Linked DNA regions of Astyanax mexicanus: region 1 is linked to region 2. A link is a contact called in public Hi-C data. All regions are on one chromosome and are shown on one strand. The core of a region is the stretch at or near the end of the contact, and the rest is flanking DNA. Distances in the headings are between cores, read along the strand shown.

The links. A called contact is a pair of places that touch in the nucleus more often than the background predicts.
Region 1: a contact with region 2 is called in a Hi-C map of blood, with 6 times the contacts expected there. The contact joins the promoter of ttbk1b here to the promoter of ppp1cb in region 2. A contact is called at or near these places in 2 of 3 Hi-C or Micro-C datasets (blood and muscle).

What each region holds. Positions count from the first base shown.
Region 1 is chr14:42,782,113-42,788,156 of AstMex3_surface, forward strand. It overlaps ttbk1b (tau tubulin kinase 1b), which reads right to left and starts at 3,200. Exons shown (of 15, transcript XM_022672640.2): 1 at 2,916-3,200. LOC111193175 (mitoregulin) reads left to right here and starts at 4,162. Exons shown (of 2, transcript XM_049463794.1): 1 at 4,162-4,571. The coding sequence starts at 4,368. The coding sequence ends at 4,538.
Region 2 is chr14:42,322,978-42,329,603 of AstMex3_surface, forward strand. It overlaps ppp1cb (protein phosphatase 1, catalytic subunit, beta isozyme), which reads right to left and starts at 4,826. Exons shown (of 8, transcript XM_007257595.4): 1 at 4,693-4,826. The coding sequence starts at 4,744. It overlaps LOC111193179 (a long non-coding RNA gene), which reads right to left. Exons shown (of 3, transcript XR_002650305.2): 3 at 5,416-5,923.

The DNA of each region.
Region 1 (6,044 bases), core at 1,950-4,449, 460 kb after region 2:
ACCAAAATTAAACATTTTAGTAGTGTTAATAATAATAGTCTCGGCAACAGTCCTTGTGATTATATGTAGTATCAATATCAGCGAGATACAAAGACATGTTGTTATTTACTAAGTTTTGTAGGCATACATTATTTTTGTGTATGAATTACATTGTTATATGTATATGTATGTGTGTGTGTGTGTGTGTGTGTGATTGCTATTTTTGAATAATGATCGGCTAATACAGTTTATGTGTTGAAGGTATTTCACAAGCTTTAGAGTTGGTATAGGAATCAGTACTCAGTATCCACAGATACTTGAAATTCTGGTATTCGTATCGGAAGGACAAAAGTGTTATTGGTGCATCTTTAATATTTAGCACCGTCTGCTTTAGCCATGGGCACACCCATTTTGCTAAGGTGGTCTCAAATGCTAACATCTGTTGTGAGTGCAGCATTAAAACAGAAGATTCTAAGTGACCAATGACTGCAGACATTTTTAAACAGGATTTTATACAGCAGACTCATTGTACTGCACTGTATATGAACAGAACAGATTAGCACATAAGAATTAACAGTCCTTACTGAGGCTCTGTTGTTAGGCGAACTGAAGAAAAGCTTTATCACAGTCAATAGGCCAGGCCAGAAAAATGGACTCAGGGTTACTCTCAGTCATTCTGTAGGCTTCATATAAAAATGCCAAAAATAGGAAAAAGGCTTAGTTTCTGAGGTCCAATGAGAGTGAGATATTTAATTTTACTATAACAACCTTTTTATGCATCTGCATATGTAGTTTAGTAAGTGCATTAGCTCCAGCATCCCTCCTTCCCCTTCTCCAGTTTCTGTCCTCTTTGTGTGATGTCTGTTTGGTATCAGATATCAGCGAGTGAGAGCCAAGGGCTTGGCCGCTGCAGCCCATGTCTGAGCATGCTAGCTACACCTCCATGACTATTCTCTCCATCTTTTTAAAGGACAGTCCGGAAAGCAGGTCCCTTAACAGAGAATCAAGTACACAGACATGATGAGAGGCTGCAGTTCAATTCAAAGTGATGGAAGAAACCATTACTAAAAAAACACAACAAAAATGGGGATCCAAATAAAAGAAAAATATTTTTTTTACAATTATCTAAATTTAAACAGTTAAATTACAGTGGGGAGCTTCTTCTTTATCACTACATTTGGCCCAACAAATCCAAACACAATAGATAATGTGAAAAATGTGATTTCATGATTTTCACAATGCACAAAATTTATCACATAAGTTTGTCACACAGACTAATATGCACTCGTAGCAGATACTTAAAAAAAACTGCTATACCATACCATAATAAAGGTATTGAAATATGAAATTTGACAATATGCTTAAAGCACTGACAACTACGTGTGTCAAAATATTTTTTGCATGATAGAAATAACTGCAAAAATATATATTATTGACATTATAGGGTCATTTTATGCCACAGATATACTGATAGTATGATAAAGCATAATACAGAATTAATATTGTATAATGCATTATATAAGAATTTGTGTCACTGCAAAAAAGGAAAGGAAACACATTGTTTGATAATAAAGTCAGTAAAAATGACTACAGTTGTGTCAATATATTGTACAATAAAAATAATTATCTTGACAGGCGTACTGACGATATATTAAACATTGTTTTATTGCCCAGCCATACTTATTATTAGCAATTATTATATTCCCTGCTATCTGTCACCTTCATTTCAGAGTGTGGATGTCAGAGAGGGTTTTTTGTTTTTCCACCCGTATTCTTACAAACCCCGCCCCATGCGCTAGGATTGGCGCGGAGTATATCGCATCCTATTGGCCAATGGCTTGTGAGTGAGAATTACTAGCCAATCGTAGCGGCGTAGGCGGGGCTTGTCGGAAAAGCGGTGGGGACAGTGAAGGCTCACTTTGAATGAGGGAATGACAGCCTGCATCTTCCTTCAGAAAAGTCTGAAATAATAATACTATTATTCAAATATTTACTATAATCAAACAAGTGGATTGTTGTTTAATATCCTAAAAAAAGTGCCACGCAAGCAGGTAAAAATGAGGAGTGCTTATTTTAATACATTACATTCTTTCATACTCACAATCATACAGGGCTAAAGGCAAAACAGGTCATTTTAGCATAAAGATGCTGATATACGCGTCACCTCTTCGCAGCAATTAACGTTAAGTGACTTTAAAACAATGATGGACTACTGCGCAAACGAGTACGCAACATAGGTGCTCCAACACAACGTTAAACTGCCCCCATCAGCCGATACAGTTTTGTCCGCACTGCAGCTGGAGCCCAGCGCGAGAGCCACAAATATGGGCGTTGCCCTTGTGATGGGCTGCCTGAGCTGGGTAAGAACCCGCCTATAACGCGCCGCGGACCAATGGGACGCGTTAAAAAATAAAAAAGGGACGTTTGGTCGTTGCTCATTGGCTCAATGCCAAACAATCATCAGAAGTCACAAGGCACCCACTAATGCTGTAGACCTGAGCGAGAGGCACTATGGGAAATGTAGTCCATGAAGAGGGAAGACAGCGGAGTCACAGCGCCACTCTCAGTTACTACAAAACTACAAATCCCACAGAGCCGCTGACTTTTAAACCAACTTCTGACGTATGACTGCATTATGTTGCATGTATGTAAATTATTTTTTATCCAGCATTAATAATGTACAAAAAAAAAAAACAAATGACTGTTTTAATTGCCCACCAATTTTGACGAATACGGACAAAACAAAGCCCTAAACCGATCAAATCCATTGCCAAAAGATAATGACCATCCTGCACCTTCAGTCCAGTCCGGTGCAGCATCACTATTGACAGGCTGCCAACACACACACACACACATCACCGCTAATAAAGACATCACCCGGGCGGGCACACACACAGACAGAGGGAGAGGGGTAAAGGTAAAAGACAGCGACCGACCTGTTCTGCAGTCTCTGTAGCGGAGTGTGGAAGCGCGAGTCCGGCTGCAGGAGCATCATTCCGCCGCGCGCGCTGCCCCCGCTGTCCCCTGCACCATTTTCTCCTGCCTCCTCTTCTCCTCAGCTCCGGCTCTGAATCAGCAGCGCGCGGATCCTCCCAGCATGCGCCGCGCGCACGCGCCGCTCTGACCATGGCGGTTGCGTAGCAACTCGGGAGAGGCGCCCGATTCCCAAACTCAGCATCACAGCTCAATTCTTCAGTATTTCTTTCAAAAGTCCTAAAATAATCCAGAAAGAAATTCAAGAAATTACCCCTTGACAAGTTTAGTACAGCTGTTAACTGAAAGTCTTTAACATTAACATTAACTCTACCTCATAAAGCTGACTGAGAAAATGCAAAGATGGGCAAAGCTGTCATCTAAGCAAGAGGTGCCACTTTGAAAAGATTTTGTTTACAAAATAATGTTATATGTTTTTTTCCATAGTTTGAATGAATTGAAATTGAAATAATCCAGTTTTGGGTTTATTTATGAGACAGTTACTCCAAAAAAATCAGAATAAACGTTTTTGAAACCACTGATTTCTAAGCAAGTATATTAAGACATATGTACAATCATACACAACTTTTGTGAGTATCCCGAAATGTGATCAACAAATCCCCCGCATTGTCTAACATCACACTGTGCAACATGAAAAATGGTGGCTGCAAGGTTTGTTCACACCTGCTTCTTGGGGAAACTGCAGAGTAGTCATTTTGAAATGAGTAATAATAAAATAATATTCACAAACAACCATTAACAGTGGCTGCACTGTTAAAAATTAAAAAAATATTTTTACCATGCAGTACTGTTTCTGTTGTTCTTAGCCATGTAAAAAGGTTAAAGCCACCTCAACTTGGGAACTCAGGTATCAGAATATTCCCACTAGAAATGATCTTACATTATTACATTACACAACACTTAAACATCACATGAATGCAGTCTTAATGAGATATAATCGTGATCAATTTTAGCCCATAAGAACCCAGACCCAGTTGTGAATATTGATGCAAAAAATAATAAACAATGTGCAATTAAATATTTTTGTTCTTTTACTTATATGAAACAACTATTTTCATTCTTACTTATAACCTATATATAACCTAGTTAACTAAATAGTAGTATTATTTTTTTCGCGATTGTGATGTTGCGTTTGAACCTTAAGGCTTTCTGTAGTCCCCCTGATCACGTGGCCCTTTATAGGACGCATCCCAAACGGCTTCTTGCTCCCTATCTAGAACACTAAAACGCGAAATGAAATCTCTAAAAGGCATCTCGAGACTCTTTAGTGCACTACACGTCAGTGCAGAAGGCGTTTGAGACTCGCCCACAGCTAGACGCCCTCTCTCAGGCTGTTCGCTGCAGCGCGCTGGGGAGCAGCTGGAGATATTTGGAGTGCCGCTGCGGAGGTGAACATGGCCGACGTGTCGGAGAGGACGTTACAGGTCGCTATCCTGGTCTCGTTTGCCACGGGCTTCGTCGCGGGCTGGCAGGCCAACAGGATGCGCAGGAGGTTCCTGGACTGGCGGAAGAAACGGCTCCAGGACAAGCTGGCGGAGACGCAGAAGAAGCTGGACCTGTCGTGACCTGCGGGGTCAGGTCTGATAACTGCCGGCCTGGTGAGAGCTGGGCTGTGTCCCATTAAGACCCAGAGTTCTAAACTAAAAACAACAAAACTGTCCATAAATGTTAGTGAATAAGCTGTTATGGGTTTTAGATTTACACTCTGTACAGTTGTCACTGTTTACTGTAGGCCTGGGTTCACAGTGTTTGAGGTGTCTCACGATACGATATTATCACAATACATTGTTCACGATACTGTTTTCAATTCTCTACGGCACTTTGCGGCAGTAACTTAAGTAAGTCTTAGGGCCTTTAAAGCTCTTATGTTTCTAAAAAGCTCAACGTCTAACTCCACGTATTCATAATGTCTCACGAACGAAAAAAAAATACACTATATCAAGATATTAATATTTTTCTCCCACCCCTAAAATTTGACATTTTTAAAACTTTGTTTATCGAGTTTTTAAAGTACTTGGCATTTATATAAGTATATAAGTATACTCACAACTTGCACAGTATAAATGCATAACCATACATCAAGATTTAGTAATGAAGTAATAGGCAAATAGGCCAGTACAAAGGCCCAAATATTGAAAAGGCTAACATGGAAATCAAAAACGGAAAGAAGAAGGGAGGAAAAAAAAGGTTCAACTAAACCAAAAACTTGTTTCCTTAACAAGTGCCAAATTTCTTCTCCACCCATTAACTTCCTATCATCCCAACATGCATCCAGTCTCCTATATTAAAAACAAAACCCAGTGAAATTAGATTTTAACACTTGCAATATATGTATCGTATTAACAGCCAATTAACAGCCCTGTTGTTTATTATTTAAATAAATATTTGATGCCACATATTGATACAAGACAATACAATATGATCGAAACAATACAACATTATATTGTGCCCCTAATAATTATATATAACTGAATTGGGGCTGCAGAGTATATTGTATAGTGCAATGTTAATGTAACATGCCTTATACAAAATGCCTTATACAAAATGAAATTCATACCAAAGAATGATTTTAAATCATTGTTTTTTTGTTGGTGCATGTGCTAGCATATTAAAAATGTTCAGTGTTCAATACATATTTTTGTTTTGTGGTTTTACCACACTATCAAATTTTATTACTTTTTTAAGTAACAAAACCTGAGAAAAATGTTTTGTTTAATAAACTAGTTCAGTAATTACCCTCAAATAGTTAAAACAGTCACTCAAGAGGAATTCAGACTCTACATTTTTATATTTCTACTGTCCAATGAAAACCATGCATCTCCATTTCTATCCATTTTAGCTGCTCAGAATAAATCTTTCAGGAAGAATATATCAGTATAAATGCTCTAAAATGTAAGACTACTGGGAAAAATCTCTTATTTTCATTTAAATTTCTTTCATTTCATTTCATTTCCTTCCATGTAAAGTCCTCATTTTGGCTTAAAGCTACTGTCATAGGCTACATGGAATTGAGAATAACTGGTCACTGCCAGCTCACCCATACCCTTTAATGCAATAGAAGACCCAATTAA
Region 2 (6,626 bases), core at 3,576-6,075:
AACACCTCACAACTTAAACAGGTGTCTCTTTGTAATGTAATGTGCAGTTCTATATTGTTTTTGTTTAGTGCTACCAATCTCCACATATGAAAAATGTTAATGGAGGAGCATATTAATTTGTGAATTAGGTTTAAGTAGTTAAGTTAAGTAGTAGCAAACGAGGCATGACCACAGTGGTGACAGACTAAGATGGACAGCAGAAAACAAGAGGAAAAGGAGTGATAAACAGGAGGAGGAGAAATGGAGAGGGGTGGAGGTCACACAGAGCAGCAGATGGTGTAGTGTAGGGAAAGATGCCACAGCAAGCACTGCAGGAGTGCTGGAGAAGTGCTGGAGACAGATGGCAGCTGAAACTGTGCCTCAGTTAGGTTTGTTCTCTGCTAGAAACGTGGATGTTCTACATTTGTACACAATCCTCATCAAGAAAAACGGGATGAGCATTCCCTGATGAGCGTTGCCAAGGGCGAAACTGGGAAAATCTCCCTAAGTGTATAAGAAAGATACAGTAACAACATATGCATACACACCAATAGATTCCATTGATTCTAAGGAATTTCACATGTAAAAGTCTGGTCCAGAGTTCACACAAATTATTGTGTGTTTGTTACATTGTGCTTATATGCTTCAGTTAGTTTTGATTTCACACTGCAGTTTAGTATGAACTAGGGGTGTGCCATACCGTATCGTACGGGATAATATCGCCAAAAATTTTAAATATCGTGAACGATATTACACCCTGAAATATCGTGCCATATCACCCACCCCTAATTATCACATCGGGGTACAACTGTTTTTGCCATTTTAAGCAAAAGAAAAAATTCACACGGTTCTCATTTCCCATTTTATATTTATTAGAGACAGATTATATCTGTCCAGTATCATTTATTTTACTTTAATCCTGGATATAAGGAGATTTGAAATGCATTACTAGTATCATGACATTCTGGATCATTGATTTCTTTCAAAAATCTTATAATATTCTTTTTATTAATATCTCAGTTAGCCATATTATATTGCATGCAATTTTTCTAATTCCGTGTTTTGTCATACCGCCAAAAGTATCGTTATCGTGAAAATACCATGAAATATTGTGATATTATTATAGAGCCCTATCGCCCACCCTTAGTGTGAACTTTACAACATCCTGTCGTCAGCTACATGGGTAGAGTCTCTCTCTATACTTCATATTAATTGGTTGGTAGACTCCCCTTTGCGTACACGTGACCGTAGTTTGTGGTCTGGACCAAACAAGGTAGGTGTATATGTATGAAAAAAAAAAAAATTAAAAACACTATTAGGGTGTTACCTTGTTTGGTATGGAATTTCAGACAATAGGTTTAAAGAGGTGTCGGACTTTCAGACCAGTTACATGAATCTGAGTTAGGCCATCATCCCTCTTTTAACAAAAGAAAAAAAAAATTGGTGTTGTGCTGAAATCTGACTCCCCTTTGCATGAAAGTCGTGCAGCAGTACGGGTGCAACGGATTACGCTGTGATTTCTGTCTCAACTGTAATTGTAGATTAATCCTTATTTATAAACAGATATTTTTAAATGCTGCATAAAGAGAGCAGCCATTGGTATAATCTGTCTCTAGTAGATATATAATGGGAAATGAGAACAGTGTGTTTTTTTTTTTTTCTTTTTCTAAAATCAGCAAAAAAAAATGTAGTTCCCTGATGTGATAGTTAAGGGTGAGTGATATGGCACAATATTTCAGGGTATAATATCTTTCATGATAATTAAAAATGTTGGTGATATTACGTACAATATGAAATGGCACACCCCTATTGTGAATAGAAATGCAGACATCCTACCAGGTCTGATGAAAAAATACATTAAAATTTAATGCAACCACAACCATGTTCACACAGCAGGTAAATGTGGATCAATGCCAATATTTTACATCATATGTGACATGTGTGTCATTTATGTGTGTTAATTTAAAAAAAAAAAAAAAAAAAAAAAAAAAAACATTAAATCTGCCATTCTCAAATACAACTTGACAGAAGCAGTGTTTTGAGGACATAGGTGGTGAAAAATGAGGAAACAGAACTGATGTGTTTCTTCCAATAACATTAGAAGGCTTGTATCACAGCCACACAATGTTCCTAATGAATTGACTGGAAAATTAAAGGAAAATAAAAACTTGACTGTGGCAAAATAACGTGTCCTTTTCAGCAAGCTGGAGCGAATTCTCAGTGAGTAGCTCAGCTGCAGTCTGAAATCCTGAGATTCTGACAAGGATCAAAACAAAACTTAACGTGAAGCATTGCTCTGTCGTGCATGGGTACCACTTACAAAGTGCAATCTATTCAGGTTTCAGATATGGGTCACATTAAAAAGATGGTGTGGACATCCTTCGGAATATCGGATTTGCTCAGAAAATTGTATTTACTCGCAGTGTAAATGTATCTATTGTGTGTGAACAACCAACACCAAACCAATAAGCCAATAACCCACCACTTTGGCAACGGTCACGCCAAGTCATGTTCTGGCACTCCTTGCCTCCAAGCTCTAATCTCAGCCCAAGTCTACATTACGCAAAAGACAAATACAGCTGTCGTCTTCCACATTCCATTCAAATTATCCAGTCGTGAAACGCTACACCGCTAGATACAAAGAAAATTCTGGAGATAAAAAGCCAAAATGCTGTTAATGTAAACACTGGTCCCAACTTCCCACAAACACGATCTAACCAACTTACTAATAAGACATTTCTTTCGCTAAAACCTGCCAGTGTGTTCAGCAGAGTGCTTGCCACCAGCTTGAGTCATGTGTCATATGGTTTGGACTGTCAGCACAATGCCTGGACGAAGCACTGCCAGACTGTCCTGCTACATTCAGTGAGAATTTCACATGTTCACACTACTCCTTCAGAAAAACAGACCTGCTGTTTTAAGTGTTAAAGATTCACAGTTTATGTAGTAACCTAGTTTCCATCTAAAATAAAGTCTCTAGAGTCAAGCCCAGGTCACATTTAAGCCATCAGAGAGGATGGGCTACTTTTACTGGAGAACATGGTCTGAATTCTTTGTTGATCCAGAAAGAAAGCAAGAACATTATAAATTAAAAAAAACTGGACACATTGTAGATTCTAAACCTATATGTTGATAGTTATTACAATTTATTTTTTTAGAGAGACTTATACATTCCCTGCTTTAATAAACAACTCCCCCAATTTAAAGACATGTTCCCTTAATTCGATATTTTTTTCCTAGTTTAACTAAATGGAATTAAAGGAAAATTAACCTAACCATGAAATTGAGAAAAGAGACTGTTAAATTAAGGAAACTAAAGAAACAATTTTGTAAATTGAGAAATCAGTTGAGGGCACAGATTATTAAACTGACAAATTCGAGGAAACAGTGTATTAAATTGAACATGTTATTAAACTGAGGAAACTTTTTTTTAAATTAAGGGAACAAATTGTTTAAATTGAAGAAACTTAGGTACAATTTAGGTACACCTTTTATCCAATTTACTTAAGGAAAGAGAATTTCTTTGATTGAAAAACAGTAAATTAAACTGACTAAGCAGGCCGCTATATAAAAAAATTATTAAATTGAGGGAAAAACAAACTGAGGGAATGATTAATATGTTTGAGGAAACAGCTGTATTAAGGAAACTTTCATTAAAGGAAACAAGTTATATACATTGAGAAATATATATTTATTTATTTTAGGAAACCAGCCCTCAACTAGAGGAAAAAAAAGTTACAATTACGGAACAATTAATTATTAATGATTTATTGCATGGAGGGAAGACTTTTTACACTGAGAGGACAAGTTGTTAAACTGAAAGGAACAGGTTGTTTAACTGGGGGAACAAGTTATTAAACCAAGGGAGTGAATTATTACACCGAGGGAAAAATGTTTTATTACACTAGGGGAATTTATTTAAACTGAGGGATTTTTTTTTTTTAAACTGAGGGAAATATTTTTTTAAACTGAGGAGATGATTTATTAAAAAACGGAGGGAACTATTTAATTATTGAGAAAACATTAACAAACAGAGAAAAGTATTTATTACACTGAGAAAACAACAAACTGAGTAAATTATTTAGTAACTTTAGTAAACCGACCGTGAAATAGTTAGGTCTAAAAATGTATCTTTAACTTTAGGCGGTCCATAAAACCTAATAACGTTAGTGATAAGGGGCCGCCCCAAACCTTCCCTCCCACAATACTATGGTAGCCAGATAACATACCCATCACTCCGTGTATCACTCCGCGTATTGTTAATGAACTGACAGACTGGCCAAATCAAATTCACTAGGCTAGTTAACGTACGTTAGTTAACTACCCTAGTTACCGTTTCTGCTCCGCACTTTCGGTAACCAAGCTAGCCTACCTATTTAATTTCTGCGGTTGTGAAAACACACAGATGTCGGTGTTTAGAGTTACAGAAGGCTGTGAATTCGTATAAAACAGTATTCGCCGGTTGTTCTGGCCTCCAGCAGCCCCAAATTTTGATCCCAGCCCGCGCCTGTCAGCCCCCGGACCCGGGCTCCTCTGCGCTGCTAGCTGAACTCCTGTTAGTAAACATTAGCTAGCCGGTAAAGCTAACGGGCTAACGGCTACCCGCGCTCACTACCCGAGCCGAGCTGCTTTTCTACCGCCGAGAAACGGCCTTTAAAGATCCCAGTTCATCAAAAGCCGGTAACATTAGTCTTATCCCGGTTAAAAGCTCACCCTCCAGCAGCCGGGAGATCAGACTGTCCACGTTCAGCTCGCTTTCCGCCATCTTCACTAACTCCCCAACTCCACCGCCGCCTTTATCCCCCTCAGCGCCGACAGGGGGCGATAAGAGTCAAAGCGGAACCTAACGGGCTGCGTCCCAAATCCCTCACTACTACACTACACATATAGTGGCTACACTAGAGCAACCGCTGCTGCGTTGACTCAAAGGCCGCGTCGCTCACTACTTTACTAAATAGGGGCTTCTATATTAAAATGGGACACCACCACTATGATTTCACTGTACTTGCAGGGGTTTTGGGCGCCGCCTGGGTGTAGTCATCCCTTTATCTGCGTTTTATTTGTAATTGGGTTAATTTGGCTCACAAATAATAGGGTTCACAAATAAATTACGACAGTAATACATGTTGTTAAATGGTTAATTAATATCTCAGCTAATTATTAACTGACAAAAGTTATTACAATTTGTCACATTAATAAAGGGTAACTAAAAGCCCTGATTTTAGCTGACTCTACCCTCAGCTCAAATTTGAAAATGCTAAAAAAAATGGAGAAGTAGTTTGGAAGAGGCACTGGGTGATGTATGGGTTTAGAGGCAGGGCAAGAGGGAGAGCTGATTGGCTGAGCTGCAGCAAAATACACATACCCATCATCCTTGTTTATAGCACAGTTGAACTTGTGAGGGACCAGCAGAGGAGGAAATGACTACAATTAAAGTGTTTTTTAAAGGTTAGGAATGGTTTATAAAGATTATAAGCAGGAATGGTATGTTGCATTAATTCAGAGGAACACATTTCATCTATTACAGCAACGACAAAACAATTAAACAGAATAAATTGTTAAAAAACTATACATTTTTGCTATTTGTCCTATACATTTCTACAAATTGAAGATCATTTTCAAGTAAAGCCAAAGTGAAGTGATCTTATAGAGCAGTTCTTAGCATTCCTGGAGGATTGAGCTTCTGTTTTTTCCTCGTCTTCCTCCGATTCCTGCTGTGCATGACCAGCCAGGTGAAGGCCACGCCGACCAGCATGCCGCCCACCGCCATCAGAACCGCCGTCCACGAGGACACTGAATCCGAGTAGCTGTCAGGGGCGAGGGAAATGGGCGCGTCTACAACGGGAGCTGTTTCCGAGTAGTCAGGGGTGAGTGAAACGACTGTGTCTACAATTGTGGCAGATTCTCCTGTGGGTTCTGTAGCCATTCTGATGACAGGATTCTCCTAAAAGACACGTGAGAACATTTAAATTAGTGGAATGAATGGATTAAAAAAAATAATCAGATTATTCATACCAATATCACGATTAATTGTACCTGTTCTTCTACATAACACTTACGATTTTAATTAGATATATATTAACATATTTATTGACATTAACAATTGTTAAAAAATATATAAATAAATATATATAATCAATTTAAAAAATCCTACATTCATTTTGTCAGTCCTGAAGTTGTCAGTCTGCCTGCCATGAACTCTATTACACACACTAGACCCAGAATGCACCAACACTAGACCCTCCGGACATTGCTGATCACGTGGCGCTTCGGCGTTCTCACTCGCCAAGCTTCTGATTACACTCACCTATCCTGCTAGTATAAATACCTCCCTGTTTCTGTTCCTCGTTGCCAGGTATTTAATCTAGTCACTAGCTCTTCTACCCGATTTGGGTATTTTTGTCTACTCTTTAGCCTAGCCCTTATACTCATTGTTTATTGTTGCCGACCCTTAGTTCTGTTTTGGACTACTCTTTTTTGTCTATCCCTTCTCTTGTTTGGATCTCCCGTGTTTAGCCTGCTCTCTCCCTGGTATGTTGTTTACCACTGCTGCCATTTTGTTACTGACCCTGCCTGTCTCTGACTTTCGCTGTAAGTTTGTTCCCTTTATTAATAAACATCTGTGTTTAGTATCTGTGTCTGGCAAG